Regions from separate parts of the Mus musculus genome. Here all the other regions are linked to region 3. A link is a contact called in public Hi-C and HiChIP or PLAC-seq data. All regions are on one chromosome and are shown on one strand. The core of a region is the stretch at or near the end of the contact, and the rest is flanking DNA. Distances in the headings are between cores, read along the strand shown. Region 1 overlaps Gm30117 (a long non-coding RNA gene). Region 2 overlaps Gm30117 (a long non-coding RNA gene). Region 3 holds the start of Six2 (sine oculis-related homeobox 2). Region 4 has its middle 13 kb from the start of Gm30117. Region 5 overlaps Gm30117 (a long non-coding RNA gene).

Evidence for each region. Hi-C and Micro-C count contacts between places; a contact is called where the count stands out from the background. HiChIP or PLAC-seq counts read pairs in DNA pulled down with a chosen protein or histone mark.
Region 1: a contact with region 3 is called in an H3K4me3 HiChIP or PLAC-seq map of embryonic limb bud, with 4 times the contacts expected there. The contact joins the enhancer-like site here to the promoter of Six2 in region 3. A contact is called at or near these places in 4 of 39 promoter capture datasets (the 3T3-L1 cell line, the HPC-7 cell line, hippocampal neurons and 1 more), 1 of 484 Hi-C or Micro-C datasets (embryonic stem cells), 9 of 115 datasets of contacts at active chromatin or transcription factors (astrocytes, craniofacial prominence, embryonic hindbrain and 5 more) and 1 of 9 other capture datasets (embryonic stem cells).
Region 2: an H3K4me3 HiChIP or PLAC-seq map of embryonic limb bud shows a contact between it and region 3, with 4 times the contacts expected there. The contact joins the enhancer-like site here to the promoter of Six2 in region 3. A contact is called at or near these places in 6 of 39 promoter capture datasets (the 3T3-L1 cell line, the HPC-7 cell line, embryonic stem cells and 3 more), 8 of 484 Hi-C or Micro-C datasets (bone marrow-derived macrophages, cerebral cortex, embryonic stem cells and 3 more), 9 of 115 datasets of contacts at active chromatin or transcription factors (astrocytes, craniofacial prominence, embryonic forebrain and 6 more) and 1 of 9 other capture datasets (embryonic stem cells).
Region 4: a contact with region 3 is called in a Hi-C map of nephron progenitors, with 1.4 times the contacts expected there. The contact joins the enhancer-like site here to the promoter of Six2 in region 3. A contact is called at or near these places in 9 of 39 promoter capture datasets (the 3T3-L1 cell line, the HPC-7 cell line, embryonic stem cells and 5 more), 4 of 484 Hi-C or Micro-C datasets (bone marrow-derived macrophages, embryonic stem cells, nephron progenitors and 1 more), 12 of 115 datasets of contacts at active chromatin or transcription factors (craniofacial prominence, embryonic basal ganglia, embryonic forebrain and 8 more) and 1 of 9 other capture datasets (embryonic stem cells).
Region 5: an H3K4me3 HiChIP or PLAC-seq map of embryonic limb bud shows a contact between it and region 3, with 4 times the contacts expected there. The contact joins the enhancer-like site here to the promoter of Six2 in region 3. A contact is called at or near these places in 8 of 39 promoter capture datasets (cranial neural crest, embryonic stem cells, frontonasal cranial neural crest and 5 more), 13 of 484 Hi-C or Micro-C datasets (the CH12 cell line, LSK cells, bone marrow-derived macrophages and 8 more), 11 of 115 datasets of contacts at active chromatin or transcription factors (craniofacial prominence, embryonic forebrain, embryonic hindbrain and 7 more) and 1 of 9 other capture datasets (embryonic stem cells).

What each region holds. Positions count from the first base shown.
Region 1 is chr17:85,901,343-85,904,042 of GRCm38.p6, reverse strand. All of the region lies in intron 4 of Gm30117 (a long non-coding RNA gene), which reads left to right. Among named protein-coding and RNA genes, the nearest start is that of Gm30117, 26 kb to the left of the region's middle. Within about 2 kb of position 1,277, at least 9 of the 459 cell types and tissues checked have an H3K27ac peak or open chromatin away from gene starts, as enhancers often do. A contact at or near this core is called in embryonic limb bud, where this site is marked.
Region 2 is chr17:85,920,164-85,922,863 of GRCm38.p6, reverse strand. Gm30117 (a long non-coding RNA gene) reads left to right here. Exons shown (of 5, transcript XR_877085.1): 2 at 923-1,057; 3 at 1,455-1,618. Among named protein-coding and RNA genes, the nearest start is that of Gm30117, 7.1 kb to the left of the region's middle. Within about 2 kb of position 1,398, at least 14 of the 459 cell types and tissues checked have an H3K27ac peak or open chromatin away from gene starts, as enhancers often do. A contact at or near this core is called in embryonic limb bud and stem cell-derived cardiac mesoderm, where this site is marked.
Region 3 is chr17:85,686,875-85,689,574 of GRCm38.p6, reverse strand. It overlaps Six2 (sine oculis-related homeobox 2), which reads left to right and starts at 1,321. Exons shown (of 2, transcript NM_011380.2): 1 at 1,321-2,182. The coding sequence starts at 1,623. CJ186046Rik (a long non-coding RNA gene) reads right to left here and starts at 1,081. Exons shown (of 9, transcript XR_001782258.2): 1 at 1-1,081.
Region 4 is chr17:85,940,252-85,942,951 of GRCm38.p6, reverse strand. No RefSeq gene overlaps it. Among named protein-coding and RNA genes, the nearest start is that of Gm30117, 13 kb to the right of the region's middle. Within about 2 kb of position 1,416, at least 13 of the 459 cell types and tissues checked have an H3K27ac peak or open chromatin away from gene starts, as enhancers often do. A contact at or near this core is called in nephron progenitors, where this site is marked.
Region 5 is chr17:85,869,269-85,871,968 of GRCm38.p6, reverse strand. All of the region lies in intron 4 of Gm30117 (a long non-coding RNA gene), which reads left to right. Among named protein-coding and RNA genes, the nearest start is that of Gm30117, 58 kb to the left of the region's middle. Within about 2 kb of position 1,403, at least 27 of the 459 cell types and tissues checked have an H3K27ac peak or open chromatin away from gene starts, as enhancers often do. A contact at or near this core is called in embryonic limb bud, nephron progenitors and palatal mesenchyme, where this site is marked.

The sequences.
Region 1 (2,700 bases), core at 28-2,527, 210 kb before region 3:
TTGGGGGACCACCCTGTAACTGAAGGGAGACCACCCTGTAACTGTTGGGGGAACACCCTGTAACTGTTGGGGGAACACCCTGTAACTGTTGGGGGACCACCCTGTAACTGTTGGGGGATCACCCTGTAACTGTTGGGGGACCAGCATGATTAGTGCCATGACTGGTAAGGCGGCGGTTGGTTGAACCCAACGGTTCACAGCTGGGCAGATCTGCTAATGTCTATGCAGGAATGAGGGGGCGTGGGTAAAGGCTGCTCCTGAGGTGTGTTTTGAAAATCTTGGATTAGTTGGAGGTGGGAGATAATGAAAAGAATCATAATCATGTTGGACAGATGGAAGGATAAACTACGGAATTCTACAGAAAAATGAAGGCACACACAGGATGGATGTTTAGAATAGGCCCAGTCTCCTGTGAATCGGGCTCACTCTGGAAGATTCTTCACATCCTTTCCCTTTCAGATTAAACCTCTCTACATACAGGTCAGCGTGATACAAAGTCACCTGAGCCATCTTTGTTCCTTAAAATATTTCTAGTAGCCATACTATTAAAAATAAAAGGTAGGTGAAATGAATTTACCAATAATACTTATTTAACCCAACATGTCTAACATTATCATTTCAACATGCATTCAACATGTTTTGGGCTAAGCCTTTGAAGTTTGGTGTATTTATTATGCTTGTGTATCTCAGTTAAGAATGGCTTAGTGAAGCTGGGTGTGGTGGTGCATGCCTTTATCCTAGCACGTAGGAGGAAGAGGCAGGCAGAGCTCTGTGAGTTTGAGGCCAGCCTGGTTTACAGTGCTAGTTCAAGGACAGCCAGGGCTACATAGAGAAACCCTGTCTCAAAAAACCATGGTAACAATAAGTGGGGCTAGCCCTGCTGGGGAAGACCTCTGGATTAACATGGTGACAGTGGTATTTGAAATTCCTTTTCTAATAGAGCCTTCTCTTGTAACATCTGTATTGGTTTGCCTGTTAGTCTACTGAGCATTTAGTGTGTGTGTGTGTGTGTGTGTGTGTGTGTGTGTGTGTGTGCTGCACCGTGCTTCTCAGTGTGAGAGGGAAGATAAGTTCTATGGAGATAAAATAAAGGTCCTGAAATCAGAGCCACAGGGCACTGTCACATATGTAAAGTGCCACATGAGTGGTACCTGGTACTAACTAAGGGCGGTCTACAAAATCACGGCCTCCCATGCCTGGCTAATGAGCTGTGAGGACCAGGCAGAGCTGAGTTGCAGAACACAGAGCCCTTTGTTCAGTTTGGACAGTGTTCCTGATATTGCTGGAATACATCAATCAGGACACTAACTTGCCCAAGGGTGGCATTCCTGGTCTGTAGAGGGAATGTGGTGATGTTTGCCTAGCTAACTTCCTGGGGTGTTTGTATTATAGTTTGAAGATTCCACAAGAGGTAGAGAGTTACCAAGGCTGCTGAAACAGCTGGGCTTAAGGAGAGCCTGGGAGAGCCCCAGGAAGGAGCATCCAGGCCAGGTCTCATGTCCTCAGAGGTTGGTATGGTCTCACTTTCCTGCCAGGAATAACCTACAATGCTTTTGCAATTTTCTGAGACCTCAGTGGGACTGCTCCTCTAGGAAACCTGCTTGGATTGTGATTTTCTACCCTGAGTCCCTGGTGTGGTCCCGTGCTCTCCTGCCTGGTTATCCAGTCTCTCACAGCTCCCGTGTTAGACGGAATGACAGAGAAGTAAAGCTGGACCTCATTCATCTGAATTATGGGATCCTGGCTTGACACCATCTACACACTCACTAGATCAGTGATCTCCATATCCCTCTAAGCTTTGCTTCTCAAGGGAGGAGCGGCCCGAGGCTCTCCTGATCCTCCCAAGGCCTCCTGCTCTGCACTAAGTGAGGATTTAGAGGCTGTTTCTGATTTGAAAATTGCAGCCGAGGTGTTTTGCATTCCGTTATCCCAAAGCAACATTTCCAAGCAATGCCAGGGCAGAGGGGAAACAGTGCCCCTGGACCTTGAAGAAAGGATCAGTGTGGTTCCGTTATTACTTAGGTGGAAGAATGCCCGTGGGCCATTCTTCCCCATCAAGACTGGGAGGGCACACAAGCAGGGCAGTGCGTCCAATCTGAGGAGGAAACCTGGACCGGGAGGAAAGCAGGGGACAAAAGGACAGGGTTATGCCTACTCCCATGGATGCCACACATTAGTCTTTTTTGTCACGTCAGGGTCTCAGTTTCTCATCTGTCTAATGTATGTCAGAAATGTTACAGAAGTTGATTTGGGAATCTTTATAAAAAGCTTTGACGGGGTCTAAAATTAGCAATGGAAAACCCTGACTAATATATGACGTGCTGTGTGATCTTGGCTGAATCCCAAGCCTCTCTGAACCTTAGATTATTTTTTTTGAAAAAAAAAAAAAAGATGAGGGAGTGTTCAGTTGGATTTTCCCGAGAGCTGTGCACAATTCTGAATGCTTGCTGGCTCCTCTGATGAGAAGAGGCTTGGGGGAGCGTAGCCAGTTTGCCTTTCAAGGCTTGACAGGAGTTGTGTGCTAATAAATCTCTCAGCCAGCAAGCAGCCATGAAGTGCTACAACCTGCTCATGACTTTCTGTTCTGTGACGCTTTTGTGTTTGTTACTGATTTCCTGTGTTTTGTGGTCCATCTAGACCAACACTGACTGGGGACAAAACCATACATAGTATGCAATTTAAAATGCCCCACTAGCCACA
Region 2 (2,700 bases), core at 149-2,648, 230 kb before region 3:
CTGGGCTTGCTCATGGCTTGGTTTCATTCTCAGGAAATCAGGCAGAGAGAAAAAGCAACTAGATACAATTTTTTCATCCTGAATTGAGACGACAAAATGTGTATCCGTTCTGGTAATAGACATATGCACCGCCATGCCCTTTGTGCACACGGTGGCCGGTACATTCCAGACTGTCTGCTTCTTCGTAAGCGCCTTTTGTTTGTTTGTAGGTGTGGAGGCATCAACCCAGGTTCCGGTTTCGAGACCTGCATTTCCTGTTGCCTCTCATGCTGTTGGTGTGGCTTTGTCGTGGCTTAGCAGTGAGCCTGTCTGACCTGCGCCACTTCTCTTGGCCCTCACTACTCCTGCTTTTAGGTCCCTGTGTTTCAGGCTTGCATCCTTGACATTCTTGTGGGGCTTCTTTCCCCATCCCTTACCTTTATATCTCATAAGTTGCTGCGTCTTTAACCATTTCCTGATCTCACCCTCCACCCCATCCCGTGCCTTCCTCTTTTAAAATCTCTGTGTGTATGTGTCCCTGTGTGCTTGTGTGTGCCCATGTATGTGTCCATGCCTGTGTGCATGCCTGGATACTGTGAATGTAGCTGCAGACAGATCAGGGCACTTGTGAGCTCAGAGGTTAATCGTGGTGCAGGGCTTCATCTTCCATCTTGTTTCTCACTGCTTATGCCAGGCTAGCTAGCTTTCGGGGACTCTTCTGTCTCTGTCCTCACATGTCCTGGTAGGAGTGCTCGAATTATAGACATGCTGCCCAGCTTCTGTCTTGCTTTTTCACCTGCCATGACACTCGAATAATTGCTATTACTTAGCTGGTTACCCGCTTCGAGTCAATCACCCTGAGATGTTGGTCTTCATCCCCAACTTGACTAGATTTAGAATCACGTAGGAGGTACACATCTAAGCACATCTGTGGTGTTTTCAGATAAATTCAACTGTGTAAGGAAGATCCAGTTACATGTGGGCAACGGCAGCCAATGGGCTGGGGCCTGAGAATCAGCATTCATCCGTTTCTTGACTGTGTGACAGCCTGAATCCAACCTCAGTGTGCCTCTGTCAGGTATTTTTCTCAGTGTGAATCTGCACTAGTGCCTGACTCTCACCCATCTCTTCCTGCTCACAGCCTGCCCCCCTTCAGTACTGCATGGGCTTTGGGGGTCCATCTCCCCACTGTCGCTCCAGTCCACCCACCCAGTATCACTGCCTCTCCCAGGTGACTCTAAGCTGCTCCAAACACCTCAGGTCTGTTCTTGTCTGCGTCACCCCCCAACCCCCAGTGTGTCCAGCAGAGTTCCCCTCCGCTTGGCCAGCTTCATAAACATTTGCTGAGTTGAGCTAGCTCCCACCTGGCCTGCTGCCAGGCTGAGAGTTGGAGAAATTAAACAGCTTGCACCAGGTGGGAAACTATGCTCACAGCCCCCAACACATAATGCGACCTTTCTTTCCATTCCTTCAAGATTAACAGGATAGCTGGAAGTCCCGCTGGCCATCGGACACTCGTTCATTAGGTGCTAACTATGTGTCAGGCACTGGGTACTGGGATGCGATGGTGAACAAGACAGCCACAGACCAGCTCTCCTTGGAAACTGAGCTCAGAGGTGGAAACCAACCTAAATAAACGGTAATTAGGTGCTACTAGGGGAGGCTGCATGGGGTGTTAGGCTAGGACCATAGAAAAGGGCCATCTGACCTGGGCTAAAAGCTTTCCTGATGCTCTGCTATTCAAAAGTGTCTGTGGGAGAGAACCAAGAGAGGAATGGGTTTTCAGGCCCCGGGAACAGCAGTTTAAATGCCCCAGAACAGGAAATACCAGGCATGGAAAGGGGGCCAAGGTGCTGTAGACACTAACAAGAAACAAGGGTGGCTAGGGTCATATGTAATGGCAGACCTAGAGGTAAGAGAACCGATGAAGAATGGACAAACAAGAGAGGGCAGGGGGACAAGTGGGGAGATACCTAGAGTGCACAGAGAGGAGAAGACAGAGCTCCGAGGTGAGAGGACGCAGAGGAGCAAAGGAAAGAGTAGGCACCCACTCCTGCCCTTTCCCAGGAGGGCACTATGCAGTGTGAGTTCACACATCGAAGCTAAGTGTCACACCTTTTTCTGGATGCTAGTGTGGAAAGACAAGTAAGTGTGCATGCGAAGCCTGCCTAGCACCTGGAGGTCCGACCTCACCCCTACCCTGCTCCTGCTCACACTCCTGCTCACACACTGTGTGACCTGCAGGGGACTTGAGGCCTTTTGTTTTTCATTTCCTGAATCATATAGTGGAGTTGGTAAGGCCCCATCGAGGGTTCCAGGAAGACCCTTTTAAACAGGATTCTAGACATCCCCTGAAGAACGACTGTTAACTATCCTCTTCTTGACGATGTCCGTGCATGCATGGAAATGCTAAGAGAGAGAAGAAGGTCTGTCAGCAGCTGGAGGGAGTCGTTGCAGACCAGGTCTAGCGAGGTGGATGGACGAGCCCTGTGAGCGGGGAAGAGGGCAGCCAGCGCTCATTGGATTAAGAGTGTAGAAAAGCAAACGTGTTCGAATCTTAAACACATCATAATTTTAAGCATCCACAAGTGTTTAAAAAGTGTTAGCTGCTATGAGCACATACATCCATTTACTAGTTAAACATCATAACCTGTTTCTTTTCTAAACACATGGGCAGGAGAACAGAACACGGGTAACATGTTAAACACACTGACATGTTTA
Region 3 (2,700 bases), core at 72-2,571:
AGTTCTGACAAAGAAACAAAAAGCAGGGCTCCTCCTACCCACTTTCTAAGGCCAATCTTGCCGGAACTTAGCGCTGGGTTCTCAGGCAGAAGAGACCAGGAACCCGAGCCCAGAAGTAGGGAGACAGGAAGCTGGTAAATCCAGTCTCTTCTGTGCACCTCACCCCCACCCCGGGAAGTGCGACAATTACCCTACACACGCTGCCCTGGGCTCCCCGGGGCAGTCTGCGGGTCTATGCGGGCTCCCCTGTTTTGTGTCGCCGCCCTTGCAAGATTCAACTTCCGTAAAGGCCACACGAGACTGCCGGGAGTTTCTCGGGTCCTGGGCCCCGTGGGGTTAAGTCTGAGTCCCCGCCTGGCGAGGAGCAGATCGCGCCGAGTGGGGGCGGTACCGGCCGCGGGGCAAGCAGCCTGCTGCGAAAGGAAGGAAAGGCGGGATCCTCCGGGAAGTTGATTCTCAGGCGTCCAGCTGCGGCCACTGCCAAATCTCTGACTTCTCTCCCCACCTCCTCCCCCTTTCCCTAGGGGATAGACATCTCGGGTCCCGGGTTTCTTGCATGGGGGTGGGGTGTTGTCAGCTAGAAAAGCCAAGCCTTTCAGAGGCCCCCTAAGAGAATCCAAACTCTCCATCCCACTGACCTCCTCCTGGGTTAGTGTCTCTGCCTGTCAGCTGCGACCTTCCGAGCGACGCAGTGACCCAGCCGGAGCTGGAGCACCTGGCGAAGCCTGGGTGAGGCTGTTGCGACGCCTCTTATTTAAAAAAAAAGGGAGGGGTGTCTCACACTTTTTCTCTTGAAGGCTCCTTCTGTCCCCCTCTTTTCCTTTCCTGAAAGGCACCCCCTTAAACGGTCCTCCGCCTTCCCTTCTACTCCCTTCCTTCCCCACTTCGGTCCTCCTCTTTTCTTCGAGGGCCCCCACCCAGCCCCCTCCTTCGGGGTCCTCCTCCTCCTCTGCTCTTTGGGCGTCCGCCCCGTCAATCACCGCCGTCTCGGGGCCCCAGCCCGGCTCCTCTCCGCCTCCCGGGCTCTGGGAGTGCCTGGGGCTCCCGTCTCGGCCAACCTCCGCTCTGTGCAGAGCCGGGGCGATCTGTCAGCGGAGCTGGCCGAGGGGGGCGGGGGTGGGAGCCGCCCGGGCCGCCGGGGCTCGGGTTACCGGTGACTGACAGCGTCTCCATGGCGAATAATTTGACTCGACTATTGTCTGGCGCGGGCAGGCCCCGGGTCAGATAACCCGACCAATCAGGGCGCGGGCCGCCGCGCCTCATGCCCGCTTAGAATAATATTATTAAAAAAGCTGCAAGCGAGCTAGACGGGAGGGAGAGCGAACGAGCGAGGAGCCGGCGAGCGAGCGGCGGGCGGGCGCGGAGCATGCGGAGCGGCGCCCCGGGCGGCCTCCGGGCTTGGGCGCGGGCGAGGCGCGCGGGCGGCGGGGGCGCGGAGCTGCGCGGGGCCGGCGGCGGGAGCGAGGACGGATCGTTGTGACTCAGGAGTCGCTCGGGAGCCGGCGCCTGGCCAGGGGGCCCCGCCCGCCTGTCGGCCGGCCGGGGCCGGCGGGGAGGCGCCCATGCGGGGCCGCGAAGCGCGGTGAGGGCGCGCGCGGGCGGGCGGGCGCGCAGCCGCCACCATGTCCATGCTGCCCACCTTCGGCTTCACGCAGGAGCAAGTGGCGTGCGTGTGCGAGGTGCTGCAGCAGGGCGGCAACATCGAGCGGCTGGGTCGCTTCCTGTGGTCGCTGCCCGCCTGCGAGCACCTCCACAAGAATGAAAGCGTGCTCAAGGCCAAGGCCGTGGTGGCCTTCCACCGGGGCAACTTCCGCGAGCTCTACAAAATCCTGGAGAGCCACCAGTTCTCGCCGCACAACCACGCCAAGCTGCAGCAGTTGTGGCTCAAGGCGCACTACATCGAGGCGGAGAAGCTGCGCGGCCGGCCGCTGGGCGCCGTGGGCAAGTACCGCGTGCGGCGCAAGTTCCCGCTGCCCCGCTCCATCTGGGACGGCGAGGAGACCAGCTACTGCTTCAAGGAGAAGAGCCGCAGCGTGCTGCGCGAGTGGTACGCTCACAACCCCTACCCGTCGCCACGAGAGAAGCGCGAGCTGGCCGAGGCCACCGGCCTCACCACCACGCAAGTCAGCAACTGGTTCAAGAACCGGCGGCAGCGCGACAGGGCGGCCGAGGCCAAGGAAAGGTACGAGTAAGTGAGCATCTGCGCCGGCTTCCCTGGTCCTGGGAGAAACGGGTGCGGGAGGATGGGGAGCTCCTGGACAGGACTAAATCGCACCCGGACCCCGGGTACCAAGCTCGGCCGCAGCTCAGGCTGGCTCAAAACAGCGCTTAGGTCTTTTCTGGAGGCTGAGCGACCCGGAATTTGTCTAAAGCGGGCAAAGCGGTGCGTAAGTTCAGTAACTAATTCCTCAGTCGCTTGTGGACTAAACTGGAAAAACGGCGAGTTTCAGAGAGGGCAGGGCTGTGGGCCTGAATTCCCTGCGAGGTAAGCGTAGGCTTAGGGCCTGATCTTCGAACAACCAAGGGCGTCGGGGATCAGGGGGTTTAGGACGTCACCTCCAGGTCAAAGAGATTTTTAGGGGTCAGGGCAGGGGTTGGAATCTCCCTAGTATTATCTGGGTAATGACTGCAATATCTATGCAAGGTAGACCTATTCCTTGTCTGGGCATAAGAGCTGGGCACAAGAGAGTTGGGAGTTAT
Region 4 (2,700 bases), core at 167-2,666, 250 kb before region 3:
TGGTTTTCGGAATGCGTTTTAGGAAACTCAGACCCAGGGAAGTTAAGAGGTGCATGTTTGGTCTCCTGCTAGAGCACTGTTTTGGGAAATTGTGAAACTTTAGGAGGTGTGGCCTATCTTTGGGAGGTGTGGCCTATCTTTAGGAGGTGTGGCCTGTCTTTAGGAGGTGTGGCCTGTCTTTAGGAGGTGTGGCCTATCTGGAGGAAGTAGGTCCCAGGCAGGTAGGTCGGAAGTAACAGCAATGTTCCAGGTTCTGAAAAACCAGTACTGCTGACTTTAGGCCGGGGAAAGAAGATTTTTGGTTTTTTTAAATAGTGTTTCCCTTAGTCTTAAGGTTGAGCTTTCTTTCTGAAACTACTACTTAAACCTCCTCCGGGTCGCCTGAAGCTGGGGTGGCAGGGCTTTACTGAAATGGTAAGTGCTTTCCTGACCTTCGACTCTCAACAGCAGACAATAAAGTAACTGATCAGTGTAGTAACGCCTCCCCCACAGGTCTCAGCTCTCTCTACCTCTCTGAAGAGACTTTTATGGTGGTGAACAAACTCCCAAGACTATGGCTTAAGAGGGGAAGGGTGTCCTTCAGTTCAGTTTCAGACGGGTCAGACTGTGGTGGCGCAATGTCACGTACTTGGGCAGAACATCATGAGATCAGGAAGTAGAGACAAGGACACTGCCTGGGACCTACTTCCTCCAGATAGGCCACACCTCCTAAAGATAGGCCACACCTCCTAAAGATAGGCCACACCTCCTAAAGATAGGCCACACCTCCTAAAGATAGGCCACACCTCCTAAAGTTTCACAATCTCCCAAAACAGTGCTCTAGCAGGAGACCAAGCATTCAACACCTGAGCCCATGGGACATTTTTAATTATAGTCATTGATTCACCCTCAGGCTCACTGGTGTCCTGGGAGTGGGCAGAGTAGAATTTTCTCCAGGCAGCACTGGGGAAGGTGAATTCTATAGCAATGGATGTGAACTAACTTGGTTTCCCAACCTGGTGCCAACATAGTCTTTCTATTGTGTGTCACTGGTAGCTGCTACTGTGGACAGACGGCAGCCTGGGGTGTGATGCGGAAACACCGACCTCGCGAAGCAGAATTCTCCCTGGAGAGACGGTGTTCTCTTGTATATATAACCTAGTGCCCTGGGCCTCGCCTTAGAGGCCATTGTTTACCTCTGAGAAGGAAGATTATGGGATATTTTAAAGACATAAATGCAAGGTCTCTTGTGGGTAGGCAGTGGCTTGAGTGTAGGTCAGCAAGCAGAGCGGTTGGCAACTGCCTTTAAACAACGGTGAAAGCTTCCAGCCCAGGTGTCCTCCTCATGTGTCTTGGTGCCTCCTTAGGCCTCTGTAAACAGCCAATCGATTGAGTGTCAGGACTGTTTTCATAGCTGTCCTGCACACTGGGAGTATTAGATGAAGCAGACTTTTTATTTAGTTCCTGACAGGTAATTAAATTCTGCCTCTACATTGGTTTGTGATCCAGCCAAGAAGCCAGGAGTAGAATTCTGAATGGCCCTAGCTATTTTCTGGAATATTACAACTTAATTTTGCTTCTCAAGTTGCAAGTAGAGATTCTGATACTGTGGAAAGTTTGACTCACGCTCAGGGCTCCAGGTTGGAGATTTCATTTTTCCAACCAGAGTTTGTGCTCTTTCTCAAACATGTAAAAACCCCTCGTTCCACATTCTTTCCAGCGTGGCCAACTGTGGGAAAAACTAAAAGTTACAGTTAAGAAAAACACCAACTGGCAAGAAAAGAAATCGGATGCCTTCCCAAGACCTGTTTCTTTAGGAATCGGGATTTATTTTACAACAGAAAGTCGGGGGATCTGTGTTCACTGAAAATGGAACTGAGAGCCCCCAGGAATCTGAGTGTTTCTGTAAAGAGCATGTGGGATTGATTGGGTGTACAGGTGGAGCTCCCAGCGTGGCCTGATCTTACTCCTTATCTAAAAACAAATGAAAGAAGTTCTAAGGCCTATGAGATGATGCAGTGGGCAAAGGCGGCGCCAAGCTTGCCGACCTGGGTTAAATCCCCAGATCCCACGTGGTGGAGGGTGACTGCCTCAAGTCGTCCTCCGACCATATGAAGGCTCCCATGCACCCACAAATACATATTAAAAATTAAAAAAAAATAAAAAGAACCAGAGGTTCTAGCTTCCAGACACAAGGTTCCTTGCATAGTCCTTTCCTGAGCTCTGTTGGAAGCAGATCTAAGACATCTTTATGTCATCCTGTTTTCCCAGTGGCCTGCATCTCCACAGAGATGCCCAGGTTTAGCCTGTCTGCACTCAGTGACTACCTTCAAGCTTATGAGATGTACCTCCTTACTACCAGAAATTTCCTAGCACCTCCTCCCTCAGAATGTAGCTTCTCTGTCCTCCCTCCCTTCCTCCCTCCCTTTTTACTGCCCTTCTTTCCCTTTAATAACACAAAGCATCTCTGAATATGTTTACATTATCCAATCCATCCTTAGGTCTCTTAAACCACGCATACAAATTATTTTTCTTCACATGTTGACTTGTTATTTATCTCCTTATGCCATGTAGCCCTGGTTGGCCTAGAGCTTATTATGTAGACCAGGCTGGCCTCTAACAGAGCCCGGTTTGCCTCTGACCCCCAAGTTCTGGGATTGAGGGTGAGTACCCCACACCTGGCTGCATGCTGCGCTTTGAGGACATGCCTTACATCTGTCT
Region 5 (2,700 bases), core at 154-2,653, 180 kb before region 3:
TGACTTTCTTCTTGTCCTGTGTGGAAAGTGCTGGATGAGTGCGTTCACTCAAAAGAGTGTTTTCCTACCTGGGGCATCAGTTCTGGAAAGAACAGTCTTTAAGAGTAAGTTAACCCAAGGAAGTATGTCTTGTGACATAGGGCAGTTGGTAATTCAGGTCAGGCAACAAAACCTTCTCAACTCTTTCCATTTCGACAGTCTTCTCCTGGCTCGGTGCACTAAGGTCGCCTGTGGTCCCTGGTGCAGTTAGTCTCAGCCACTCATGTTTTTCCGATGGTCGTGGCGGCCCTGGTGCTTTGTTTAGAACTGCTGGTTTGCCTATCCGTGGTAGTGAGTGAACAGGTCTATGCCTTCCTTTCCTTGCTTCACAAGGTGAAAAGCTTGAAGCCAGAGCAACCTTCAGGATTTGGAGGAGGAAGATGTTGGCAGGGAAGGCTTGTCACCTCAGCAGACCCCGGGGTGCAGGAGTCTACACCAGTTTTTGGAAATTGCCCCGGGGAAGAAAGGTGCTCTAATCGGTCATTCCATTGTAGAAATACGAGTTCCTTATTTACAAAGACAGAAGAGTGAAGACTTGTCCCCGTCTCCCAGGTGTGCACTTACGTATTGATGGATGACCCCAAAGTGGGTTTGTTATAGAAAAAGTCTATGCTGAAGGCAGAAAGCTTGCATCTGACGACTGGGCCTCCAAGTCAGAGGCCCAAGCTTGGCTCATCGGTTCGATTTCACTAGTGTCCTCCACCCTGGAGTGGGGAGAATTTGGGTCCTTACTGTTTCCACAGTATTACTTTCTGAGGTTGCTTTTTTTTATTTGGTTTGGTTTGGGTGGTGGGGGTGGCTTTTAAAAATCTTTTGGTCAGAAGAACAAAATGATAAGCCAGTCTCTTCCCTAGACAGGAGTCTGAGATGAAGAGTTAACCGCCACACCACTCTGGAAAGGAAAATTTAGAGGGGGAGCACCCCACATTCTTGGGGTATCCACCTTGGGGAATATCTATGCTTGCACACAGGGTGATCCCAACGATGATTCCTGCCCCACCTTGCTCTTACCTCCAAGCCAGAGGCTCCTTCCCTGCCCACTAGACAATGGCGTCCTTTGTTTTAAAAGGAGGTGAAATAATTTCACATCCGAAATGACACATACAAAAAAAAAAAGTGAAAAATTAAGCCAGGCTAAGCTAAAAACGGTGTGTTCTGCTTGGGCTCCTGAAGGCCTCTCTCCTTGCAAGGCGAGCTGCAAGCAGAGTCAGCCAGACAAATTGGTACCTTGTGTTTTGTGTGCTGTGGAAGGGGGAAAAATGCTGCAGGGAAAGGGTTAAAATTTAGCTTTCTTAGTCAAGAGCTCCAAGCAAGAGTCAGGCACGTTCAGTTTCAGCCAGGAAGAAAGACAAGTGTTTGGTTAGTAACTGGATAGGGCCAGAGCCGGTTCCGGGCCTCAGGTCCCTCTGCAGGTCCCTCTGAGCGTCCCTCTGAGCATTTGGGGATGGCCTAGTTCTTGTGGTTGTTTGAAGGTGGAACAGGGCCCAGCGCAGTGCTACACACGCCTTTACACAGAGGGAGAGAGACCACAGAGATTCGGATCAGATTGTCCTAGTGACACAGCCAAAACAAGAGTGAGTGAAAGGTGGTCTTCCCTCCCCTGTGCCTCTTCTGGAAATCAGGGTTGGGGTTTAGAAGGCCAATCCTAGCAATGGTGGGGCTCACCTCCTGTTTTGGATCCTTCCAGGCTGGATTATGGACCTTATAGATCATTTAACCTCGCCATTATGAACTCTCTCCTGCGAAATGGGCCCACACAGAGCTCTGTAGCTGGGGTTTGGGGGTTCAGACACTGCACATAGAGTCTAGAGGGTTCAGCACTCAGTAATTTTTATTCTCGGCTAAGGAGATGGATCCGGTGGGGGAGTTGGTTGTGAACATGTGCACAAGTGCGAGGACTTGAGTTCAGATCCCCAGAGCACACTTGAAAGCAGGTCTAGCAGCATGGATCAATAAGTAAACCCAGAACTGGAGAGAGGCAAGAGAAGAGGATCCTCGGAAGTCACCCCGGAGGTCACCAGCCAGCAAGCCTCGCTATCTGATGAGCTCTCCGTTCAGTGAGAGAGCCTGTCTCAGACAAGTAGGGTGGGAAGCAATCAACAAAGAAACCCAACACTGCACACACATGCATGTGTACCCACATGTGACTATGAATACATGCATGCGCATGCACACACACACACACATACACACACACACACACACACACGAGTTCACGCATGCACACACACTCAATTTCTCCCAGTGCTATCTACACAGAGCAGAGCGGACACAGGAAAGCCTTTGAGAAGCCAACAGCCCTGCTGAAGTCCTTTCCACAGGCTTTCAGCACAGCCCCCTTGGTGGAGGAGCACTGCCCTAAATAGAAAGCAAATGGAATGGGGAGAAGAAAGGAGCCCTTTCTAAGCCAAGGGGGATTCAGCCCCAGAGGTCCTAAGTTACCCTGCCCAGAGCAGGCCTGTGGAGTCAGGGGCCTGCAGATTAGAAGGCCGGTGGGAAATAATGCTCTTCTTGTCTTGGCCTGCATTGCGCGAAGGAAAGCAGCAGCTGGCAGGCATGTGCAGCCTGTTAGAGGCACGCTCCCTTCAGACAGAAGGAAATCCTGCCCAGAGCCCCAGAGCCCCAGATCCAGGATAACCACGAGGGACTGGGGTCTGGGGC